Linked DNA regions of Aedes albopictus: region 2 is linked to region 1. A link is a contact called in public Hi-C data. All regions are on one chromosome and are shown on one strand. The core of a region is the stretch at or near the end of the contact, and the rest is flanking DNA. Distances in the headings are between cores, read along the strand shown.

Region 1 (6,627 bases), core at 1,945-4,444:
GTAAGTGAATACGGCTGAGTGACCATCATGAATTTAACTACAATGAATAATTGATATCTACCAAGACCTTCCTAAAAACATAGGGAGGAAGGAATGCCAAAAGCTAGGCTTTACAAATACTGGCGTTAGTGAGAAGTGGACATCGCAATGGAATTTGCGAAAAAGTTACTCGTCCTTTCGGTGAGACTCGAACTCACGACTCCTACTTACTGACAGGCGCGTTGCCAACTACATCACGAGAAGACTCGAAGATGTAGTGACTAACCTGAATTGAAGATCAGCTCGAAATTCTGAGGTTATCTTTTCCACGGACCGCACAAATCGATAATTAATAAATTAATTAGGAAAGAATGAACAAAGAATTATGGGCAAAGACTAGTGCTTTTACCCTAGGTATATGTTTAAAACAGATGAATATATCGGATACATCCAAAATTAATTAGTATATTAGGAAGTCGCATTTTGATGTTCTTAAAACTAGCTGAAAAACTACGATCAGTCAGTATATACCATCGGATAGTCCTCAATCTTGTTAACAATTTTTCAAAAGACGAAATTCGTTCAAGTTTATTGAATTTGTGATCCATGGCTCTTAACCCTCGAGCGGTCGCGTTTTTGACTATCTGCAACGGCACCGCGCTCACGCTGTGTACCACATGCGTGCATTTTTCATGGTGCGTGTACTCAGTACACGATGCGACCGCTCCCGGGTTAAAAACCGCCATACCTACGTAAATCTGTTTTAAGGGCAGTTTTGAACTGAACACAGCTAAAAAGAACTGTTTGTCTCAACCCCACTACCCCTTAATGCCTTTTGATACGAATTCAAGCAAAAAAAGCACAATAAAAGGGGTAGAAATTGTCAATTAAAAAATAAATCCGAAAAAACTTTGATCAAAGCATGGAAGGAGAAAAAAACATTCACTTACCTCAATTCCGGTGACTCCCAGCGCTTCCTCCAGATTCGGTGTCATCCGGAAGGGCACCTTCTCCGGAACCCGTAGAGTTTTTCCTTTCTCGAAGCACACATTGTAATCGATATGCACAATTTCACCGGACGCCAACTTCACCAGCACATTGTCCAAATGGCGATCCCCCAGGCCTATGATATAACCGATGACACTCATTACCGCCATCGAGAGCGAATAGTTACGAATCACTTGCCGCCAGGTGGCAGCCGTCGTACTGTGACACCACAATTCTTTGGCGAGCAAATCGCGAGGCGTTTCTTCCTGCAGTTCTTTGAGCACTTGTTTCAACGCTTGCACGGGCCAATCCTTGCGGTTGTCGCTGGTCTTCATGCCGTGCTGTTGCAGCAGGGGGGTTAGTTTCCTGAAGGAGATGGATGTTGGAAAGAATTAGAAATGAGATGATTGTAATGCATAATGTATTCCAAACTGTAGAACATAGTAATATACTTACTGATAATACAGCTCCGAGGGTCGATTCACCACACCCGGTTTGTCCTTTTTCTGCAGTGCTTCCCGTTGTTGCCACTTTTTGTACAGCGAGAAAATCGGAACCGTGTTGTCCACCCAGTTGATCAGGCCGGACCGCGGCCCCAGCGGAATCACAGAGTAATGTTCCGCCCGGTAGTAGGTGATGTTTCCGTTGCAATCGATCGACTTTTTCATCATGAGGTTCGCAATCGACAGGAACTGCATGATACGTTCGTCCAGATGAAGATCCTCAAGGCCTTTGAAGAGGTAACTGTAACGGCGTCCATCGTTGCCGTAGAACATGAGCTTTTTCGGTTTGGTTTTGGTTGGAAGGATCTGAACGAGATTGTCCACGGAGCGGATGAGGATTTGCTGCATTTGGGTGCTCTCGATGCCAGGCATGGATATGGCCGTGTTGGAGAGTTTGGCCAGGACAGGGCTGATTTCAGATAGGCGCAACGAGAAGGCAGTTCGCTTTTGACCTCTTTGTTGCATTTGTCCGAACAGGATCTTGAATTGCGTCCAGCCCTGGATAGGCTTAGCGAAGTCTAATGGCTCTTTCAGTTTTTCGATCATCAAACTGATGTACTTTAGGAAACGATCCTGGAAATGACGCTCGTGTATTGTTTCGGGCGATCGAGAAGTCATCTCGTACAGCTGCTCCAGAACGAATACCAAAGGTCGGTGCAACAGCTTATGCTTCTCTATGAGAAGATCCCGTTTCTTGTCCAACTGTCCATTTTCCGTTACCTTGGTGAGTTCATTTTCGAAATTGATGAAACTTTTGTTGTACTCGGAGTAGATTTGTTGCATCGATATAACCCAAAACTCGTCCCACAAAAGTGAAATCCGTCTCAATTCGTGAACCAAAACCTTGACCTGTTGAACGGTTTCCGGTGCATCCCTGGACAAAATGTCCAACAGAGCGTTGAAGCAATACACGAGTCCTAACGTTTCATCTCCGGAATCTTTCGGCGCACATTCCGCGGTGTTTTCTCCGCTCAGCTCATTTATGTCGACTTTCTTCTCCTGAACAGAGCCCACAACCGCTGGGAAGATAATCAACTGTGGTGCATCCTTGGCCACTCGACACAGCAGTTCCGAAACCCGCTTCCTCACATAAGGTTCGTGATGATTCAGCCTTGAGAATAGCTGTGGAGTTATAACTCGCCATGGCTTAGTAGGCGTGCTGGCTAGACCACGTTCTAGAACTTCTTTTAGTCCAAGGGCATGTTTCACGATCAATCGCAGTAGACGGAGCGTTGCAGTGACAGTCGACGAATTGCCATTTTCGTTTTCCATCTCAAGCGAAGAGGACAGTTCCAGGAAGCGGAAGTAAGCCGAAGCAGCCGCCTCGTAGTACCCGTATACCGTTTTGTGAGTTTGACGCCAAATCTCCACAATCGACTGAAGCTTCTCCGGAGGACAGTTCTGCAATTCGGGCACGGTTGCCTTCAGCGACTCCAGGAGATCCGTGGAGCTCGTTTCGTTCAAGCCAAATTCTTCCTCTTCGGAAATCACCTCGTGTTGGTTGAGGATGACCAGAATCGATTTCTGAACTTCTTCTGACAGATTGGATGGTAAGATTTTATTTATTTCCTCCAGGTTAACATTATGAGCTGTGTTGGCCTCCGTGTTGAACTCGACCATCTTCTTTCCCCAGCGATAGCACCAGGAAGCAAACTGGCACCAAGCTTTGGCCAGTTCCGGACAGGACTGAGTGCTTGCCTGTAGAATTTTTCCCACGACAATGTCCAAGCAAGAGAAGATGGACAACATGCGACCGTCGATGGTCGGTCTCACTTCCGGCAGGGATGCGATTAACACGTTCAAAGCCGTGCTCGAATCATGTTGAAGAAGCTTTGCATCCTCACTCTGTACCCAATCTGCCAAGGTAAGTAAAAAGCGAGATTTTCTTTCGCGAAGTTCGTCTGTAGCATTTTCCTCCAGAACATCCAAGTGTTCGGAAATCTGCCGAGCCGCTTGGGACGCGAACTGAATTGCTTCCTGTTTTCTTCCTGGTTGACAGTAGATCCACTTGCACTGTTCATACACAGCCCTACTCAAACTTGCGTCCCAAACCTCACAGCCCACCTTCTCGCCCATCAAGTGCTGCTGAGCTTTGTCCACATTTAGCTGTTTTACCAAACCCAACTCCCTTGCCAGGTTGGAATCTCTGTAGAAAATATCCAGCTCATACTGACACAGCCTGAAGTTGTTCTCCTTCCTAGCCACCGAGACCAAATCCAGCCGCATTTCCATATTGTGCTGTTCGCAGTTTTTACCGGCGTCCAAATACTCCGACCAATGCAACACCCGCATCATGGCCAGTGAGCCGTAATGCTTCTCCACGCGAATCGATTTGGAATTGTCCAGAGTGTACTCGTTCAGGGTGGCAATGTGCCCCACGTGGTTTGTGATGATCAGCTGGAATAGATGTTCCCGTGATTTGGTCAGAAGACACTCCTGCAGGGCACTGTGGATCACCTCGTTGCAGATGCGAAGGGTTTCCTCCTGGCTGGTGGTAAACTGTTTCAGGAACGAAATAGCAATCGTGTTTTCCGTGTCGCACAGAATTTTGTAGCACGAGAAGTTATTGGGCACATCGGTGCCCAAATCGATCAGCTCCCAGTGGGACATGTCAATCACGTTTTTGTCTCTGGTTTTTTCGTATGCGATCCAGTCTTTGACCTGAAAATATTAAGATGATTTGGAATAGAATTGGTAGCGTTGTAGTGCAATGAGATATGGCTGGGATTGATCGGAAACATGATCATATGCACAAAATCTCGAGGCAATGTTACCGGACGAGGGTGAGCTCGATGACGTGTATCTTGAGATGTAGCCGATTATGCTGCAGCATGAAACCCGACAAAACGTGGAACATTATGAACGGAGGCGGATGCACTACCCTGGGCCTTGCCCAGTCCCTATACCATACCATGAGTTCAGATCCGACCTAGTAGGCTGCCAACGACATAGCCAGGCCACAACGACAGCATACCAGGGAGTTTTTCGCGCGGCCAACTGTTTGATTGAAGGGTCGAGTTCTACCGCATGCATCTGTAGGGCACCGGCGGCATGACCTTCGTAGCCGATTTCCGAGCCCTGAGACCACCTTGTGGTTACGACTGATCTACAGGTCAGTCCTGATTAATCTATAGGATATAGTTACTCCTATGCAAGCGGCACCATCTCTCTAGTTCCGAGACGATACGGGCGACAGCTGATTAAACGAAGGTCAAGGCTTACCGCGCTGCCATAGTACCACGTCAAAGTGAGAGTGGGAGTGCGCGTTCAAAGGATTTGACACATTCCACGCACTTCTACGCCAAGGGTGTGAAATTTCAAAGTGATTGTTTTGCCCCAAGCTTTCCAGCATATGAAAGAGGGTAGATTCAATCTTAGGAAAACCATTTGTTTTACTTAAAATTTCATCAGTAACTTATTTAAATAGTTAGGTGAAGTAATAGCATTTTATGTAAGAAAAATGAAATTTTTCATTGATAAGTTTCAAATATGCCTGCTTGCATATGAAAGTTCAAAAACATTATACCTATTTTTTGTAAATGTAGTATAATAATGTATATTTTATACACCCAAAGGCAACTTTTCATAAAAATGGGTTTAGATATGTTTTAAGCACTTTTTGCAATAGCCGCAATTTAATGGTGTCCCGTTACGAAAATAGCACATTTGTTGTAATAACGAATTTATTACGAACTTTAGAAAAATGATTTCCAGGATTCTCTTAGTACTCGTGGAGACCTTTCTTCCAACACATGGGTTACCTTGATCGACGCTTTATCTTAGGCGTTACAATGGGTACGTAGACATGGTGTCCCGTTACGAAAATTTTAGACATTCATAAGTAGATAAATAAGTTTGGTTTGATCAAATATTTAACCAAAAAACTGTAACCATGATGAAATGATATTGTAGGTGGTATATATTTACATTATCCTTCTTGGTGTAACGGCCCTACTGGAACAAAGCCTGCTTCTCAGCTCAACGAAAACTACACACTTAATTCAGATTGTCGGGATATCAGAATTTTTCAAACTTTTGCCGAGATTCGCACAGCCGAGCAATCAGCAAACAATCATTTTGCCGGGATCTCGGCAATTTTGACAGTTCATTGCTGATAGTCGGCAATCGTTTTGCTGAGAATCAGTTAACAATCGTCACTTTTTGCTGAGATACCAGATAAAGATTTTGCTGAGCAGACGGCTGTGCGCGATTTTGCCGAACCCGCGAATCTGTTTTGAGTGTGTACGTAAAGAAATGGCAGGTATTCTGATGGATCAGTATAACAAGTGATATTTTATTAGGTTTTGTTGTACCAGCATACTCTTTGAATGCTATAACCTTTTCTACATGTCCTATGAATTACCACCATGATGTATAAAAAGGCATATAGAATCACACAACGTTGAAAACATGAAAATCTCGAAGTGATGGTTGGCATTCCTTTTTAACCCCATAATCACCGTATAATTTACTTTTATGACGACAAACATATTTTGAAGCTTATATTCTTATTGAAAATAAAATAAATGTAAAATGCATCACAAAAATGGCATTGCATTACTTTTTGTGACTACATAAATTAGTAACCATTGATTAAAAGTCTTGTCGTTTTGGTTGTCAACCTTTTTTTCTTCTCGAAATCCGTTTGTTTGTATTTTTACTGGTTGTCGTTAGCTAAATATCAACAGAAAGCCCCCATAATCCCATCGCTTCCAAAATAAAACATTGTTTACTCTAACCTTGACCAAGCCGCCAGTTTAACGGTTCCCCAAAACTAACATAGTATAAAAGAAAAATCCCCTTTAAAATGTAAAATTTATTTCAAATAAAATTGGTTCCTTTATTCCCAAGCCGCATGAGCCTTCAAATAAAGGATTAAAGCAACATGCGACATATGCTTGAAAAGACTGTGTTGGAAGAATGTACTATAGATATCATTAAATCTTCTTCGGATCATTATAATGTAGAATGTGGAAAAACCGCGAAGATAGATACGTCGCACAACCATAGTTATGGAGATACAATTAAACTTCACGTACCCGACCCCCGATGACTCATTTTAAAAATTCTGGCATTTCGTCAATTTTCATCCGATTTTTTTTAAGTCGCTCTCGATCGATCATAAATTGGTGCTTATTTATTACACTCAAGTGGCCAT
Region 2 (6,627 bases), core at 2,074-4,573, 150 kb after region 1:
TCAATTATCGTAACACTTGTACAGAGGATTCCAGGTTTCCCTCTGAAAAACTTTTGACATTCAAGCCAAAGACAATACTAGATTTAGTCAACCCCAAGAATAGTTTTAAAAGACATTTGACGACTCAAATTGACGAGAAATATCGTTTGATGAATGAAGACACGGGAGTTGATTATTTTCTTAAGGACGATTTTGCGAAACTACGCACTGGCGATCCTATCTATTATAAAAATTTTAAACCAACAGAGTTGAAAAGATGGTTGGACGCAATATTTTTAAAACGACTTTCTCCCAATGTATTTCAGATATCTGTTGGTGGTAGGACGTATACTGCTCATCGCGAACAGTTGAAGTTTAAGGTCAAAAGGCCCAATTTATTTGTTTGCGATTGGAAAGAGAGCAGAAAACGTCCTAGGGAGGAAGACGGTGATGATAGTGATGACCCGGACAGCAGTGACGTATACGGTTTCGTAGCAGATTCGTTTTTGTTTAATCCGCAAGCGCAATCCGACAGTAGTTTGTTAGAATCGAGCATGCATGGCAGTAGTTTGCCATTACTGCCGTTTTCAGACGGGAGTTTAAACAGTAACAACCCCGTTCCGACGATCGTTGCCGATGATCCAGCATCATCCACGAGGGCGAAGCGTTCTGACATCGTCGCGTGTCCGAATCGAAGGCGTTCTACTGAATTTGTGCAATCGAACGGAAGTAGCACTTGTGATTCATTCAGAAAAGTCAGTGAGCTGCAATCGCATAATAATGAAGTCGAACAGCGGCAAGAAATTATTCGAAATGAAGTCGTTGGTCATCGAGAAGGTACAAGAATCAGGAGGTCTCATCGAACAAAGCGATTCAAAAGAGATTCTAATTATTTGTATTATTAAGTTGAATTATATTCAGTCGGATTATATTTAAGCTTTCGAAGTGAATTATCATAAATGTTAAATTTGACCTGAATTTATTGTATATTGGTTTAATCTTAAGGAGGAAGAACTGTGATGACCACTATTAGCGTGATGAAATGAGTGACCTACGACTACTCGTTTAGAGATAGCCGATCAGAAATAATAAAGTCAGTTGTTTGCTGAAGCGTGCATCGTAAGCATCTCGGTCTTCTGAATGGTATATAATCCGAACCGTCTAAACTAGAATACCTAGATATAATAGTGAGGTGATCGAAAGGTGGAAGCTGCACTACGACGAATATCTGAATGGTGCGGAGAGCGCAGACATGGAGGACGAAGGCAACGGGAGAAAGTGCTAAGTCAGTTTAGCAGGGAACAACAACGAACAAACACCCACGTTGAGGGAATTTAAGAAAACCGAGTCAGGAAGTTAAGGAAACTGGTAAGGATGGTATCGGAGCTGAAGTCATCAAGGTGGACCAGGAAAAGTTGGGATGGGATGGGAAGGAAGGTGTCATTTTCCCCATCTCCAAGAAAGGTGACAAGTTGGAGTGCGAGAACATCAGAGCAACGGCCGCTTGATAACGGACTAAATCTTTACCGTATCAGCTATCAGTATGTCGGCTCCAGAGGCACGTTCTCCTCCATTTGGGAAATTTGTTCCATCGCCATAAACACGCCATAAATCTTTACCGTATGGCAAATCCTCAAAAAAAAAGCCGTGAATACCAGGTCTCAACACACCACCTGTTCATCGACTTCAAGTTGGTGTACGACAGTACCGACCGCAGAGAGCTATGGAATATCATGGATGAGAACGGCTTCTCCTGGAAGCTAGTTAGATTGATCAAAGCGACGATGAACGGTGTAAGAAGCTGCGTAAGTTGTGGTGTAAGAGTTTTGGGCGATCCGCCTAGTTTGTTCGAATCTCGCCGGTGACTACGATAAAGATGATGGTCTCTCATGCCTACTCTTCAACATCGCCCTGGAAGGTGTTATGTGACGAGCTGGGCTCAACAGTCGAGGCACAATTTTCACAAAATCCGGCCAATTTGTCTGTTTTGCGGATGACATGGACATTATTACTAGAACATTTGGAACGGTGGCAGAACTATAGACAGGACACTTTCGATGTGGTGGAGGACTTCCTCTACATCGGGTCCTTATTAACGGCAGACAACAACGTTAGCCGCGAAATACGGAGGCGCATCATCAGGGGAAGTCGGGCTCCACTAGAACCTGCGGTCGAAAAAAAATTCACTTTCGCACCAAATGTACCATGTACAAGACGCTGATAAGACCGGTCGTTCTATACGGGCACGAGGCCAGGACTATGCTTGAGGAGGACATGTAAGCACTCGAAATGTTTGAGCGGCGGGTGCTTTGGACCATCTTTGGCGGTATGCAGGAGCACGGTGAGTGGCGACGAAGAATGACCCACGAATACGCTGCATTCTACGGCGAATCTAGCATCCGGAAGGACGCAAAAGCTGAAAGGATACGATGGGCAGGGCATGTTGTGAGAATGTCGGACAACAACTTTGCAAAGCTGGTTTTCTCAAGACATTCGAATGATACAAGAAGACCTGAGGGGATCGTGCAAGAAGGGCGGACCAGGTGGCAGAATGATCGTGCAAATGTGGGACGCAGCCGATGTTGGAGGACTGTAGCCACGAATCGAGGGTTTGTTGCGAGGAATTGTTGCTTCAGCTTAATTGTAATAAAATAACGATATATGTAATACTTAATAAATAAATTATTGAATGAATACCTAAAAACAAAATAAAATTACTTCCATAATTTAAAACTCAAATGCGTATTCCATGACACAGTATCCTTTCATTTTCCACTTACGCTCACGCAGTCAAACCGCCAGAACAAGCGCCAGACCATCAGAAGCTACCACCCCTTTCGAAGCTTCCATCGATCAACCACCCACTGTCGCCCGCGAGCTTTCCCGTAAAACGTCAAACACAGCTGCTTTGCGCTAGTGTGCGTCTCCTACCACCCCCTTTGAAAACGTTGAAAACAAAAAGAAAAGCTTTCGCAGAGTTGACGACGACGCCAGAGCTGTCACGCCACCGTGCACTAACACACCTACATTATATAGGTAAACAAACCGACGTGTGCATGCATGTGTTAAGTGGGACCATGTGAAGAGACTTGAGCCGGGTACCTAAAATGAGACGAAAACGCCGCCATCAGCCTTTAATTTTCTTTAGATTCTGAATTTTACGCACAACTTTACGTAAAAAAAATACAACCAGCTGCAAGTATAAAGACCGATGCAATTCTATAACTTTGGTTTGCAAGTTGCACTCATGTTTTGTCAATTATTTCAAACTGTGTCGAATACACCGCCGTCAAACGTTATAGTCTACCCATTGGCGCAGAACTCTATCGTCGAAAAGGTTGAGTGCGAGTGATGTGTCAGATTGCCACATAACAAACGGCAAAATTCTGCTGACTGCTCGGTGTTTTCTGACGAGTGATATTTTCTGGGGCGTGAAAAGTGCTAAATTTTCCTCTTTCGAAGCACAAATTTTCCTTTAATTAGAAGAATGGCCGAGACGCCAAGTGAATCCGGTGCGCCGTTGGGACTGAGCACGATGAGAGAACCGCAATTGGACGAAATACCAGCGTCGAACGTAAGTTGCAAATGTCATCGATTTTTTTTTCTTGCTTTCTGGAGGATTGTCTTCTTTTCGTCCGAATGTAGGTTCGATCCAGCCTGGCCGAATTGGAAACCCAGGCATCGCAGGTGCTGAACCGTTTGGAGTACGTCAAAGTGGCCCTGGAGCAGCACCAGCAAAATGCGATGTTCCCGCAGCTGCCGGTGAGTCCCGGATTTCTACAGCCGGATAAGAAACCAACGGCGGAAGTGCTAACTTCGCTGGAGTCGCTTATATCCCAGCTGGACATCGACGAAGAGACGGATTTTGTGCTTCCTCCTCTGGATGACTCCTCGCAACTGGCATCGGTTAGTCATTCGATTGGTGCTTACCTTTCGGCGCTGGACCGGCAGTATCTGAGTCGGATCGTGTCGAAAATTGTGTCCGATACCAATCGCTGGCTGAGCCATATGTTCCGGTACATGGATTGCAGCACCGGTTACTATCGGGACAGCGCGGAATGTATTCTGCACGCCGTAAGGCTAGCCATAGCGACTCGCTTTCCGGAATCGATGGAGAACCGGTTGGCTCAGTTGCAGAATGCAACGCTTTACCTTTCGGAGACCAGCTCGCTGTTTGCCCTACAGAACACGTGCCGTTACGTGGGGCTTCCTCCGGCAAATATCCGGGTGGTGCCTTGTAATACGTTGTTCGGTGTGCGCGGGACGATGGATGCTTCCGAACTGCAGAAAATGCTGGCCACCGACGTTGAAGCTGGCAAGATTCCGTTGTTCTTGATGGCCGATCTGGGATCGTCCATTTGCGGCGAGGTGGACAACCTGACGGTGATTCGGCAGGTCTGCAGTTTGAACAACATGTGGCTGCACTGCCAGGGACACTGTTTGGCTGCGCTGGCCGTCACCAAAGGAACGCTGACTGGGGTAAGATTGTGATTTTTTCATCTATGTATGTGGTATTTATAGCGGGTCATTTGCAAATTTGGAGAGAATCTTCTCAGGATTGTGGAGATAATTCTTCCTGGATTCTGGAGAGTGTTCATTCAGGATTCTGGAGAGAATTCTCCCAGGTTTCTGAAAAGAATACTTATAGAGTTCTGGAGATAATCTGCAGATAATCTTCCTAGGGTTCTAGAAATAATTTTCTCCTAATATTCTCTATAGAAACCTATTAGAACTAACAATCTTCCGTTAATTTTGGAGAAAATTCTCCAAAGATTTTAGAGAAAATCCTCTCAGGATATTCTGGAGAGAACCTTTACTGGATTCTAGATAGATCCCTTCTAAGATTCTGGAGAGAAACCTTCAAAGAATCTGAAATAATTGTTTCACGAATTTAGAGAGAACCCTTTGCAGGATTCTTCCAGGATATTAGAGAGAATCCTTCCACGATTTTGGAGAGAATCTTTCCACGATTCTGGAGAGAATCTTTCCACAATTCTAGAGAGAATCTCTTCATGATTCTGGAGAGAATCTCTCCAGGATTCTGGAGAGAATCCCTCCAGTATGTATTCCGGAGAGAATCCCTCCAGGATTATGGAGAGAACCCCTTCATGATTCTAGAGAGAATGCCTCCAGGATTCTGAAGTGCATCCCTCTAGCATTCTGGAGAGAATCCTTCCAGGATTCTGAAGAGAACCCTCCCAGAATTCTGGAGAGAACCCTGCCAGGATTCTGGAGAGAATCCTTCCAGGATTCTGGAGAGAATCCTTCCAGGATTCTGGAAAGCATACTTTCAGTATTATGGAGAGAATCCTTTTAGTATTCTGGGGAGATTCCTGTCAGTGTTCTAGATAGCATTCTTCCAATATTCTGGAGAGAATCCTTTCAGTATTCTGGAAAGAATCCTTTCAGTATTCTGGAAAGAATCTTTCCAGAATCCAGTAGTTTCTTACACTTCCCATCGAATTTGAACTCCCTTAAACCGGCAGCAGTCGCGTGATATGCTGAGTACACCCGCTATGTAAAAATCACGCTTGTAGTGTAGCAATTAGCTTTTAAATTCATCTTTCAACAGCCCCAACTACAAGAAACTTATTACAAACATAGAACTTTTTCCCTTTTCAGATAAAAGCGATACCCGATTCGATGACACTGAACCTTGTCAACTGGCTGGGAATTACCGGTGTTCCCTGCGTGATTATGCATCGGCAAGTTCCGGTGCAAGTTCTTACGCTGTTCGATGTGGATCCCATCCTTTCCAACCGGATAACGGCCATTGGGCTGTGGACGATCATGCAAACAATGGGTGCCGATTCGATTAGTGAACGCATCTTCATGGCATTCGACTCGTGTCGACACATTCACGAGGTACTGAGCCGAATCGAGGGGATTCGAATTTTGGTAAGTAAGAGTTAGGCATTTACGATCCAACCACATTCCTCCGAAAACCCAAAACCCTTTCGTTAGGAAAATACCAAAGCTACTACAGATCTTGAAATGATTTACTTACTATTATTTTGTCTGTTTCACAGAGTAAGGCACCCCGACAGGAAGCAGGAAAATCCTTCCGTGCGTTGCTCAGCAATCCTGTAAACTATACTGTACGTCTAACTATAAATATTCAAATTTATGGAACATTCATCATAATACTTAGGGCAATTTCTACATTTTACAGATCTTATTTGAGACAGCCGTCCCTGTTGTGGTTTTTCAGTTCGATGGAAGCAGCGGGCAGAACAACGAAACCCACGTTGATGAAACTTCGTCTTCTACTCCTCACGGTGGTGCTATCAACTCCGATGATCCCCAACGGAACGAAGCCGATGCGAAAGTGGCTCTCAATGATCCTGTGAGCAAATCGATTGAAAAAATATCCAACGCCTCATATTACGATCGATTGAATGGATGGCTTGGTCAGATTTTGTTGCGCGATTGTTCACAGTTGAACTTGGAAATCATTAACCATCCAGTTTATGGGACGTGCATTCGGTACTCACCGTTTGCCCCTGGCTACGGAGAGCTACTTCCTCTGACCGAAGTAATCGAAAACGTGGCCCAGTTCGTCGAGGCACAGATTGAAATTCTGATGGCCACGGTGAAGCACAAGAGTCGATTCAACAAACTGGTAGAGGAGATCCCGGTGCTTCGGCT

What was found. Hi-C and Micro-C count contacts between places; a contact is called where the count stands out from the background.
Region 2: a contact with region 1 is called in a Hi-C map of embryo, with 3 times the contacts expected there. The contact joins the promoter of LOC109427663 here to the promoter of LOC109431456 in region 1.

Annotation. Positions count from the first base shown.
Region 1 is chr1:162,764,517-162,771,143 of AalbF5, forward strand. It overlaps LOC109431456 (ataxin-1), which reads left to right and starts at 3,195. Exons shown (of 7, transcript XM_062845710.1): 1 at 3,195-3,333. LOC109427666 (serine/threonine-protein kinase Smg1) reads right to left here. Exons shown (of 9, transcript XM_062845706.1): 4 at 1,423-4,130; 5 at 930-1,332.
Region 2 is chr1:162,914,941-162,921,567 of AalbF5, forward strand. It overlaps LOC109427663 (pyridoxal-dependent decarboxylase domain-containing protein 1), which reads left to right and starts at 3,324. Exons shown (of 7, transcript XM_019703241.3): 1 at 3,324-3,553; 2 at 3,625-4,458; 3 at 5,602-5,877; 4 at 6,009-6,077; 5 at 6,152-6,627. The coding sequence starts at 3,467. LOC134285244 reads left to right here. Exons shown (of 2, transcript XM_062845716.1): 2 at 306-1,163. The coding sequence ends at 322.